Regions from separate parts of the Triticum aestivum genome. Here all the other regions are linked to region 1. A link is a contact called in public Hi-C data. All regions are on one chromosome and are shown on one strand. Each heading gives the region's core, a stretch centred on a gene start, on an enhancer-like site or on the middle of the called end of the contact. The rest is flanking DNA. Distances are from core to core; before and after follow the strand shown. Region 1 holds the start of LOC123098177 (heptahelical transmembrane protein ADIPOR3). Region 2 overlaps LOC123097000 (GTP-binding protein At2g22870). Region 3 holds the start of LOC123098176 (U-box domain-containing protein 75).

Region 1 (4,034 bases), core at 662-3,161:
AGTTTCATTGGAATGGGTAAATCTGTCCGGCAAGCAATTTGAGAGTAATTCCAAGAGACGCCAACGAGATAATGATGGAAGCACATCGATAGAATTCCATGAGCTTCTCAATTCATCCTTCATCTTTTGTAGATCAGAAAAGTGAGGTAATGAGGGAAGGCATGCCGCAAGCTCTGCCTGAATCTTATGAAGATCAGCATTCCTAAGTATATCAGGTAAATTCTGCAGGCTCTGAAGATCCACATTTGGAACTTTTGTTGCAGTGTATATGGTCAAAGAAAGGAAGATGAAGAATCCTATCAAGTGCCTGAAGTGGACACAAAGAAATAGCTTTATTAGATCAGAGATAATCTAGCAAATTCATAATTCTGCTATATCATATCGGCAAAATAAATAAATAAATAAAACGAACAGGGGAGGAGCCCTGTGAAATTTTATTAAGGTAGAAACGATCGTGAGTACCATGTTCACCCCTGACAGGATTGAGCCCTAGTCGGCAAGGACACACCACCAAATCCTCTCCACATCGGCAAAATAACAAAAGGTAATATCACCCCGAAGTTTGTAGTCCTAATTTCCTAGTATTCATACTTCACCATTTATGGCACATAGCTTGCAGAAGAGGTTAGTGGTCAACCAAACTCAGTGTTACATAATGGCAGTCAAATCACTTGGTTTCCTTTCGACTTGATAGGATAGGCAAGCAACAAAGACTAGAAAAGACACATTTGAAGTCCATGGTTCAATTAAATGTATGACCTGTTGAAATTGAAAGGGACTTCTTTAATTAGTTTGGTGGACGGTAGTCTTGATAAAATTTAAAAATTAAGTTGGTTGTTGTCTCATCTTGCTTGGCAACAAACAAGCAAGGGCTACGACAAATGCTTCAAAATTCAGAGTGCCACAATGCATTCTCAGTGCTGAATTTCTTACTTGGTAATTAGTTTGAAACTTCAAGTCTGAACACGAGGAACTGAGCAATTTCAAGCCAGGGTTAAGTGAATCAAAAATCAAATGGTTGCATTGTAAAATTAACATGACAGAGAATCCTTGTTTTCAAGAGTAAATCAGCTTCCCTTTTCATGCCATAATTACATAGCTGAAGAAGCCATAATTACATGGCTAAAGAAACCGTACTATGTTGGATAACCACAACACAGAAAGAGAGAACAAAACTGCAGGTAAAGCACCAGATAGATACATACATCGTTCCAATTTTCAAACTAGAAACTCGCAATGTTATCAGAACTATATATGTCCAGGGGATTAATTGGCTGTTCCATACATGTGCGCACAGTATAAAATTGGCATAAGGAAAACAATTGGATTGAAAAATAAGATGGGGGGATGAGCAAGAGTACGCACGTCCAGACGTTGAGGGTCTCGTTGTGGATGGAGAAGACGGAGAGGAGCACCTGCGGGAGCGGCCACTCGCAGCGGTAGTAGCGCAGGATGTACTCGTTGTCCCGCATGTAGGCCGGCAGCGCCCGGTAGTCGACCAGGCCGTAGCGGCGCCCCTTGCCCTGCTTCCCCTTCCTCTCCTCCTCCAGCATCGGCCTCTCCACCTCCGCCTCCTCCTCCCACACCGCCGCCGCCGTCGCCGTCGCCATCGCCAGAGGGCCGGGGAGAAGACCGCCGGGAGAGAGAGCGCGACCCGTTCGGCCCGGGTGTTATGCCGCCCCGTCCGAATATCCGCCGCACGCGAACGCGACGACGCGCCCGCTGCCTGTGGTGGGTTGTATCGCTTCCCTCGCTCGCTCGGCCTGGGTTGCGTCGGCCCGTCGATCTCGGCGAGGCGGGCGCGCCTCGGTGCGTCCCCTCCACCCCAGAATTTTCTTTTTTCAAATACCTCCACCCCAGATTTAGCAGAGCAGCCTCTGACGCACGCCGGGTCGGCGTGTCCGCCTTGGCGTTTTGGGGCTTCTGTTTTGTTGGCGCGGTGGCGTGCCATGGGGCGTACGAGTGCGAGTGCGACCCGGTGCGTTGTGAATGAAGGGGGAGCTACGGCCGTGCGTGCCGACTACCTCTCGCTTTCCCCTCTCGTCCCGCGGAAGGAAGGGTGTGGCTTGGCTGGACCGTGCACGTACCGTCTCACGGATCCGACGTGCCCAATCGATTTCCGGCCGAAAAGGGAAGCAGTAGGAAGCGTGCGGGATTCTTGAGTCATCGCATGCCCAACCTCCCGTCGTGCTCACGGAAAATGGTTACGCGATTTTGACGTAGGCCGATCGTGCAAGTGCAAGGGCGACAAAAGCCCGTGAGGTCATGTTTGAGTTTTTTTTAACACAGTACAGACGCAAGAGCTCATATACACACGCATACACTCACCCCTATGAACACACACGCACACCCTACCCCTATGAGCACCTTCTAAAGACTGAGCCGGCATATCATTTTGAAATTTACGACGAGACGTCTCCTCCCACTGAATGTGCATCACCGGAAATCCTGAAATAAATGCGAGCACCGAGACTTGAACCCTGGTGGGCTGGGGATACCACAGTCCCTCTAACCATCCAACCACATGTTCACAGGTCAGGTCATATTTGAGTTGAGCCATTGATTGCTATATATGCCTATTCAATGTCAATGTTCGTCAGAGCATATTCAACGCCGATCCTTGAACCGTGGCCAATTTCGTTAGGGCATATTCAACACCGATCCTCAAACGGACATCATATTTCTCTGTGGATGCGTCACGCGTTCGTGGACAGTGATACGAGAGCCGACCATCCAAGGCTTGCCCACATCTCCGGCCACAATATAAACAAATTTAGACATAACTCATGCATATACGACGAAATTCATACAAACGGGCATAAATTCAGACATGATTTACATAAGCCGTAGATATTTCGTCCGTTCAACTAAAACTTAAAAAACTAAACTAATTTGTAGCAGACAGGCTGGCCGGCGGCACCTCTGTCGCCTTCCGTGCTCACGTTATCATCGTTGAAGCTGGAGTGGTCCTTCCAGCGGTGAAGGGCGCCAAGGCGCGGTAGCCCTGCCCGGCCGCCACCTGGCGCTCGAGCCGCTCATCTTCCTCTTGCGCCATGCGGAGGGCCGCCTCGGCCAACGCGGACCCTGGCCGGGGAGCTCTACCCTTGACCCTGCTGAGGACGACAGAGGTGTCGTTGAGTGACCACTCCACCTCGACCTTGGCAAGCTCCTTGTCTTGGCAGCGCAGTCGCTACGCAGATATCTCCGACTTGGTCATCGATCGGTCATCGGCCCAGGCCTCCGCGAGGTTGGGGTCCACGAGGACCCAGGTTGGCGCCTCTTCAGTCAGACTATGCGAACATCGCTCGATGCTCCGCGTTGCACCACTCCCTCCATGACGCCTCCTTGGCCGCCCTCTCCTCTGTTGACATGATGCTCCACGCTGAGGAGCTACCACTGCTGCGGCCACTGAGTGTCGGCGGGCGTGTGCAAGATACGCGCGAGACACCATGGACGGGAGATGTCCTTTTGCTGGTTCGTGAATGGGGCACGAAGGTGAGGACCTACACTATCGAAATGCACGAAATGTACACGATGATTTACCCGGGTTCGGGCCGCATGGTTGCGTAATATCCTACTCCTACTTTTGTGTGTGTTTATGTTGGTGGATGGCGAGCTACAAGTCCTTCGCGGGAACGGGAAGCGTTGTGTACTCCTACTTTTCTTCTACCAAATGTCCAACCTTTTACAGGTCTCTTCTGTCTTGCTAAGAAGTGCCTTCCCCCCCCCCCACCCCGCCCTCAATAGCTAGGTCCTCCTTTTATATCTCAAGGGGTACCACAATGGCTTTTCTACTAAGGAAGTGGTCCGGCCATCTGACCGAGTAGGTGAGTGCATTAAATGCTTGTATGAAGTGTTATTGCCTTCTGTATTCCGGGAATGGACGCCTGTCTTGTCACCACCAACCATGGCGCCACTTTGCACGGGGCGTGACACATCTTTGTATAGGTGTGCACCATGCGGTGAGATGAGGGGGTTGAATCACCCCGTACGTCTTGTCCAGCTCCCGGCACGCCTATTCACTTGTCGCATGG
Region 2 (4,034 bases), core at 756-3,255, 230 kb before region 1:
CTGAAAACCAAACAGACCCTACACCTTTACATGGAATAGCTCCTTCACCACTCTCCAGACAAAGATCTTTATGTTGAAAGTATGTCTTGGAAGCCTTTCATATTTTGGTTTTCTTGTCAACTCCAACATTAGATTTAGAACAGACATAAGCTCTGTCAACTTCTGAATAAGTTGCTGTCTGATTGTAATCTCTGAGGATATAGCAATTCTACACACTAAATGAAGCAACAATGTTTTAAGTAGGAACTCAAAAGAACTTTTAGTGTTAATTTTCCATTCTCAAATTTTACATTATTTTTTCATACTCATTAGGGCATTTTCCCAGCAAGAACTACTGAGCATAGTTTAGGATTTACCTGGCCTACGCAGTAAACATGATCAGATCAAGTTCTTCCTGCATGTAGGTTTGCAGCTGCGTCCAAGACAGCTCGAACGGATTGGTCTTCATTTACCAAGGGGTATTTCTTGAACAGGGACACTTTGGTCGGTGTACTGCTCCTTGTTGATGCTAGTGTTCCAACTCAACAAATTGACCTCGACTGTGCTAACTGGCTTGGTCGTAACAATGTGAGACAACTTACCCTTTCACCTGAAAATGTATATTACATGCTGGTTATGGATTTAAATGTCAAGTGACTTGTATCTTCAGGATTGATTGTACATGTGCCCTATAATAATACTGATCTCCAGCAACTATCTGCTATTCTATTGTTTTGGTGTCACAGGTCGGGCTAACCTTTGTGTTCACCAAGTGTGACAAAGTAAAGAAAGGCAAAGGGGGTCGGCCTGATGAGAACATCAAAGTGTTCCTGGAGAACATCGGTTCGCTCTATCCAAGGCCTCCTCCATGGATCATGACGAGCAGCACCACAGGACTAGGCCGCGACGGGCTGCTCCTCCATATGTCGCAGCTGAGGAACTACTGGGACAATGAGGCAACCTAGGTCAGTGCTTCTTCAGGCTTGGGACAGCTAAAGCTAGGAGCAACAGTACTTGCAGAAGAGAGCAGCACAAACCGATCATCCTGCCTGACGAACTTCAGTTTCTGGACTTCACCGATGGATCGTGCTTTGCATAGACTTCAGGTTCAGTTTCATTGCGCTGGCCTCTTGATGTATAGCGGAAGATGATTCACGATACGCAGACATGATACAGTAATACCGCGCCCCTTCTGGTCCATGTTTGTTGTAGTAATATTTGGCTCACCTGCGGAAGTAAAGTCTCGTCCACTTGTTACGATATCTGAACGCAATGGGCCGATCTGGAACTGTACATTTATACCACTACTCGTATGGCGAAGGCAGCCCAGCAAATTCAATGTACTGCTGCACACATTGAATTGCACGGAAATTAATTTGTTGCGCACGCTTTACTGCCCGACAGACTACATGGTCTAGTACGACTGGCCATTAAAATTCGATTAAATCCAGATTTCCGGTGGTGGTACTGGTACCACTGTACCGTGGTACATAAGCGCCGGCCTTTTTTGTGGCGCTCTCGCTTTGAACAGCGGAGACACGGACACAGTTACCATGTCCCACCGGAACTGCGGAGCCGGGCAGGCAGGGAAAACGGAAAGCGAGGCGTGCACGGACGACTGGTGACCGGAGATGTTTCTCTTTCGCCGGGCCTGGCTGGCTCGCCGATCCCCCAGCTCCGCTGGCCCGGTGGCTCCACCGGCAGCGAAGAGGTGAGGCCCATGGCATGCCATCCATGTGTTTCTTTGGTTTTATTTGGGTTTTCTGAAGCAGGCGGCGGCCGGAGTAGGAGTACAGAGCCGAGCTCTGAAAGGCCAGGAGAATGGCCAGCGTCAACTCGCGGGAAGTGTTTTGTAGGAGTAGTTCGTTGCTTTGCTGTGTTCAGAAAAAAATGTTCGTTGCTGGGCGAGAGGTGGCTTGGGAGAGGGAGACCGGGGGTCAATCAAGCGGCCCCATGCCCTGCTGCCGCTGACTGTGGGGGCAGCCGCAGGTGGGCTCATGGGCCACATGCCCCCACCCTTGTCCCCTTTCTCATCAGGCCTCTCCTCCTCCGTCCCTCTCTGTCCCTGGCTCTATCGGGCCCAGTGCACAGGGACTGAGGGTGCCCTTGTCCTTGTGCGACCACATCGCTACGGTGCTCCCTAAAAAAAACATCGCTACAAGTAAAATTGCAAAGTTAATAATGCTCAAGTACAAAGATGGAGTAAGCCAGGTCCCAAATTTGTGAAACTGAACGTGGACGCTTCTTTCCATGTGGAAGAAGGAGCAGGAGCAACGGCTGCTGTAATCAGGGACGAGAGAGGTAACTTCTTAGCAGGCCATTGCCGCTTTATGTCTTATGTAGTTGATGTCGTGACAATGGAGACCATGGCGATGCGGGCTGGCCTCATTTTTGCAAATTCACTTGGATTTCCTCGAGTGGAAGCGGTGTCTTTCTACAGCGGTGATTGAATGTTGCACCGAGCAAACAAGATGGTGGGATGCTGCAGCGGCAATCTTTGCGGAGTGTGTGGACACGTCTTTGTTTATTGGGAATGTTATTTTTAAACACTGTAATCGTTCTTCAAATAATGCGGCTCATGTGCTAACTAGTCATAGTTTCTGTAAAAAGACTTCTAATAGCTGGATGGGAGAGCCTCCAAGCTTTCTAGTTTCCGGACTCGTGGAAGATGTAATACCTGTTTAATTCAATAAAGCTAGTCATGATGGCCTTTTCTAAAAAGATATAGTAGCCAAAATTGCCTGAAAAAAAAAGTTGGCGAATCACACATGCCCACTAAAAGGAAAGCCAAGTAGACAAGAGTTTACCGACGGGGATCTCCACTACTACCAGGGAGGGAGGCAGAAACCCAAAGAGGAAGCAAGGGAGCACCAACCAATCCTATCGCCCAAGCTGGAGTAAATTGTTGGTGTGCGACTAGACGAAAAGTTGTATAGTAGTAATGCTGTTACTGTGCTAGCTATCTTGCTTCACAATCACAACACGGCAGCAGCCAGTCAGCTCCTTTCCCCGCACGCCACCAGTATATAAACATATACTGATCTGGTTTGAAACTGGTTCTCACGTTTATTATCGGTCAGGGGTACCAACATGGCTTGTCAGATCTACAGCTTATAACTGCCATGAGCAGCATGGAAGCTGGGGGTAAGCTGACTGATTTGCGGGGATTCGTAAAGAATATTCAGGCGTCATACAATGGAATTTCCAACGCCTAACGGTTTACAATGAAATTCAAACTGCTGCTGACAAGATCAGATGAGCAAGACAAATGAAGAAGGAAACAGAGGAGTGTGGACTGCTGCTCGTGCTGCTTCAGGTTCAGGCCATGCGCATGCGTCGCATCGCCTCGCATGCGCGCCGACTCGATGGATCAATCAGCCTCTGTCGCTGGCTGCGATGCGGGCGTCAGCTCTTCCCGATTTGGTCCGCTCCTTTGCCAAACTGCAGGTGCCCGGTGCCTTGGTCAACTCAAGCACTCAGGCTTTGTCCCCCATGCACGCATGGACACGCGTGGCGTGCGTTGCACTCCCGCGGCCGCGGTGCCATACTGCCATACCCAAGAAGCGATGCGACGCACGAGTGACAAGACATGTACGTACCCGCACGCTCTCATTCTCTATCCACCGGATAGTTTTGGAGCTTGATTTTGGCTGGTCTCCTGGAGCGAGACGATTTGGATGGAGCTCGGGCTCCCAGCCAGAAATTTTAAACACTTCCAATATTTATATTTAAAGGTTTGAAAAAAAAGTTCTAAAAGTATTTCCACATCTGTATATAAATGTATTGTGTATATGTATAAAGTTTTTTAAAAAAATATCAGATCTATTATAAAGATTCACCGAAAGTACAAAGCACACCAAACATAATAAAAATTACATCGAGGTTCATGGACAACCGAACAACCATTGTCGTCGCCAGAACGAGCCGCCGACACGCCCTTGTTGCCGCTCCCATACCGGAGCCGGTCTGACCTTGTCGATGACAGCGAGGAAGTCTTCGTACATATGTCCCAAAGGACCATCGTTCAGGACCCGCAGTCGTCGCCATTGAATCCT
Region 3 (4,034 bases), core at 1,032-3,531, 190 kb before region 1:
CGCCCATGCCCTTGAACGCACGCACGCACCGCGCCGCGCCGGCTGTACCGAAGGCGACGAGTGGACGACGGTTGGTTGGGCCGGCGCCTAGCGAGCGAGCGACCGGCGCTTTGCCTCGATCGGGGGCAACGCGCGACAGCGTACGGCCCGCTCCTGTGCTCGCACGTCGGGTCGGGCCGGTCAGCCATGATTCAGGTCACACGCACCGTGTCGCGGTGTCGCGCGTGCGCCGTGCCCCCCCTCCCTCCCCTCCGCGCGCGGCCGTGCCGGAGGGGCACCCATCCATCGCTGTGCCCGCCGTCCGTCCGTCCGTCGGTCCACCCGTCGTACGTGACGATCGAGAGAGGTTTCCGCCTCCGTGCCCGTGGGCCTCGGTGCTGGGAGAACGAAAAAAAAAACGACGACTCTCTCTCTCTCCCTCCTGGCTGCGTTGCGTGCCTCCTCGCCCACGTACGCCGTGCTGCGTACTCTACCGGGCTCGTACTACAACACGTACGGTGCAACAGCGGCTCTCTGTGCAGCAACAGTGACGGATCGCCGGACGGACGCGTCTCCGTCCATCGCTAGGTGGCGTCATGTTTACGTCGCGTTTACTGTCCGCCCTTTGACTTGAAACATCGCCTGCACGACTGCACGTACGTAGTACGTACTGCGTGTGTATGGTTGGCAAGGTACTGTGACACTAGCCACAATGGATAGTAATAGAGTAGTAACATGCCCATGTTACTACTCTACGTTACTACATCTATAGTGGGGAGTAACATATGTGTGATAACATGCAACACTTCATTTATTATATTATAGACTCATCTTGTCTTGATATATGTGATGTTACTCATACTAGTACTAGTAATTAGCTATGTTATCACATGCCTCTCTTTCTTCATTTATTGCTTGCCACATCATCTATTTTATCTAGATATGTGTGATGTTACTACCTATGTTACTTCTATCGTGGATAGTCTGAGCGTGAGAGGTCGTCCGCGTCGGCGTTTAATTTGCGCACAGTCGGAGCCCTTGTAGCGTGCGGCGCGCCGGGGCGGCAGGCCGGTCAAGGAGCGCATTTTTTAAAGCCTTGAGCTTTGGACATGTCTAGTTTCGGCTTTCTTTCCCGTGCTACCAGCGCTTACTGTTGCTCACTTTTGCCTTTATATATATGTTTTCTTTGGTCCCTTTCATTTCCTTTGCTCAGCCCTCCGGGCTCCGGCCCCGTGGTCGTTGGTCCTGGTCACGGTCGCACCGGATGGATCCACTTAATTAAGACGTACGCAAAAAGAGAGCTCCAACCTGGCATCAATGCACGTGCGATGTTTCCCATCTTTTTCTCATTGGATTGGGATTGGATGGAGGTTTGAATAAGTTGATGATACTACACACACCGACTTTGTTCAAGTTAAAGCAAGCGTGTTTGTGACAAATCTCCCACGTTGAAACGTCGTGCCATTTCCTCCATTTCTTTGCGCACAAGTTATCTATACAAAGAAACTCGAGCGCTCCTAATCGGGCTTGGTCAGAGCATTTGAGTGTGCGAGCAAAGCGGTCAAAGAGAGGGAGCAGCACGTCCGATGCAAGCGTAAACGCAACGTGATCGCGCGCGGGTCACGAGGAGGGAGATGAGGCAACGAGCCTGCTCCGTCCTTCTTGTCCTTGAACCCATTCAAAAAATGGGAAAAAGAGAAAACAAAGCCCCGCCCTCTTTGCCGATCCTGATCCCACCGCACGTGCGGTCCGCGTGCCCTAGATTTAGATTTAGAGGAGTACGTACACAGTACGCACGCACGCCCGTCTCGAATCCGTCGTGGTCACCGGTCAGCAACCTCAAGTTCCGCAGCTGACCGCTCCCGTTCCCCAGATGGGAAAAAAATATTTTTGTAGTTGAAAAAAAACCAAATGTTGAAAAGGGGAAACATAACAGCATGGGCATTTCATTCCTAGGAGCAATGGTAAAAATCACATCAAACCTAGAACGAGATCACTACTAAGGAAACCATATGGCACCATTTCCTGCAAGATTCTTCCCCATGCCTTCCTGTTTAGTGCTTTTGGCGTGGGCCAGTTGCCATACCAACACGCTTCTCAGCGGCAGCACTGAAGAAAAAGGAATTTTTGAGCGAGAGAAAAGAAATGTTAGTACCAGCGCTAAAATAAATGAAAATTGGGAAGAATACAAGAGGGTGCGCAGGGGGGTGGCCCACCACGCAGGCGGGGTGTCAGTGAGTGTGCTAATGTGTCTGGTCCCAAGTCCCCACCTTCCCTCGTCCAATCCCCTCTCACTCGCACCCACCCGAGTAAAATTGCAAATCCGGATAATAATTTCATCAGGATATTCCTGCTCGCTCTCTCACTCCCTCTCTCGCACACCCTCCCTTCTTCTTCTCCACCCACTCTAGCTCAGCTGGATCTCAGTCGCATTCTCACTCCCCCCACCCTCGCATATCAGATCTCCTCATATGCCCTGCAATCCGCCTCCAATCCAAAACCCAGAAGCTTTCCTCTCAAGCTCCTCGCTTCCTCGCCTCCCCTTTTGACCGGTAGGCAGCTGCGGGAGCCCGAAAATCCAAGAAAAGCAGCGGGTCAAGAAAGAGGGAAAGCAAGCGAGGAGGGTGATGATGATGGCGATAAGTCGCCCCATGATTCACCGCATCATCCCGTCGCCTGCGCGCCTCTGCTAAAAGGGCCTCGCCGTCCGTGTACGCTCCAGTGAGCGGTGGAAGAGCGTGCGGTTGCTTCGCGCAGACGGTCGGACGCCGCCGCTGCAATGCCGCAGTACCAGGAGCTGCCCTGCGGCGGGCAGGTGCTCGACATCGACGCCGCGCTCAAGGATGGCATCCTGGGGTGCGGCCCGGAGCCCGGGGACGGCGCGCTGGGCGACGGAGGGAAGCAGCCGGTGGAGCTGAGGAAGATGATGGACGAGCTGGATGCGGCCGGCGACGGCGGCGGGGACGAGGTCGTGCCTGCCGTCTTCATCTGCCCGATCTCCCTGGAGCCCATGGTGGATCCGGTCACGCTCTGCACCGGCCAGACGTACGAGCGCGCCAACATCTCCCGGTGGCTGGCGCTGGGCCACCGGACCTGCCCGACCACGATGCAGGAGCTCTGGGACGACGCGCTCACCCCCAACGCCACGCTCCGGCAGCTCATCGCCGCCTGGTTCTCCAGGCGGTACACCCGCTTCAAGAAGCGCTCGGCCGACTACCACGGCCGCGCCGCGGACCTTGTCCACGGTCTCCGCGGCACGGCCGTCCCAAGGAGGCAGCCCCTCAAGGGCCAGGCCCGAGTCGCCGCGCTCCGGGAGTTGCGCTCCCTCGCCTCCAACCACCAGTCCGTGACCAAGGCCATAGCCGAGGCCGGCGGCGTGTCGTTGCTGACCTCACTTCTTGGCCCCTTCACGTCTCATTCCGTGGGGTCCGAGGCGGTGGCCATTCTTGTGAGCGGCGTGCCGCTCGACGCCGACGCGAAGGCGGCGCTGATGCAGCCGGCAAAGGTGTCCCTCGTGGTGGACATGCTCAATGAGGGCGCCGTCGACACCAAGATCAACTGCGTCCGCCTCATCCGCATCCTCATGGAGGAGAAAGGGTTCCGGCCGGAGACGGTGGCGAGCCTGAGCCTCTTGGCCGGCTCCATGCGCCTGGTCCGGGACAAGCGGCACCAGGACGGTGTGGCCGCTGGGCTAGAGCTGCTCAATTCCATCTGCGCCGTGCACAGGCCGGCCAGGAGTATGATTGTCAGCATTGGTGCGGTGCAGCAGCTGGTGGAGCTGCTGCCGGAGCTGGCGACGGAGTGTGTGGAGCCAGCCTTGGACATCCTTGACGCGCTCGCCTCAGTCCCTGAAGGCATGACGGCTCTCAAGGATTGCCCGAGGACGATACCCAACGCCGTCCGATTGCTGATGAGGGTGTCCGAGGCCTGCACGCAGCGTGCCCTGTCGATGCTGTGGGTGGTGTGCAGGATGGTGCCCGAGGAGTCGGCACCCGCCGCCCTGGAGGTCGGACTGGCCGCCAAGCTTCTGCTGGTGATCCAAAGCGGGTGCGGGC

The links. Hi-C and Micro-C count contacts between places; a contact is called where the count stands out from the background.
Region 2: a Hi-C map of leaf shows a contact between it and region 1, with 2.4 times the contacts expected there. The contact joins the enhancer-like site here to the promoter of LOC123098177 in region 1. A contact is called at or near these places in 2 of 5 Hi-C or Micro-C datasets (both in leaf).
Region 3: a contact with region 1 is called in a Hi-C map of leaf, with 6 times the contacts expected there. The contact joins the promoter of LOC123098176 here to the promoter of LOC123098177 in region 1. A contact is called at or near these places in 4 of 5 Hi-C or Micro-C datasets (leaf and root).

Annotation. Positions count from the first base shown.
Region 1 is chr4D:399,892,109-399,896,142 of IWGSC CS RefSeq v2.1, forward strand. It overlaps LOC123098177 (heptahelical transmembrane protein ADIPOR3), which reads right to left and starts at 1,912. Exons shown (of 3, transcript XM_044520088.1): 1 at 1,416-1,912; 2 at 1-307. The coding sequence starts at 123.
Region 2 is chr4D:399,658,371-399,662,404 of IWGSC CS RefSeq v2.1, forward strand. It overlaps LOC123097000 (GTP-binding protein At2g22870), which reads left to right. Exons shown (of 7, transcript XM_044518774.1): 6 at 405-567; 7 at 726-1,241. The coding sequence ends at 944. Among protein-coding and RNA genes, the nearest start is that of LOC123097000, 16 kb to the left of the region's middle. Within about 2 kb of position 2,006, at least 7 of the 8 cell types and tissues checked have an H3K27ac peak or open chromatin away from gene starts, as enhancers often do. A contact at or near this core is called in leaf, where this site is marked.
Region 3 is chr4D:399,706,657-399,710,690 of IWGSC CS RefSeq v2.1, forward strand. It overlaps LOC123098176 (U-box domain-containing protein 75), which reads left to right and starts at 2,282. Exons shown (of 1, transcript XM_044520087.1): 1 at 2,282-4,034. The coding sequence starts at 2,759.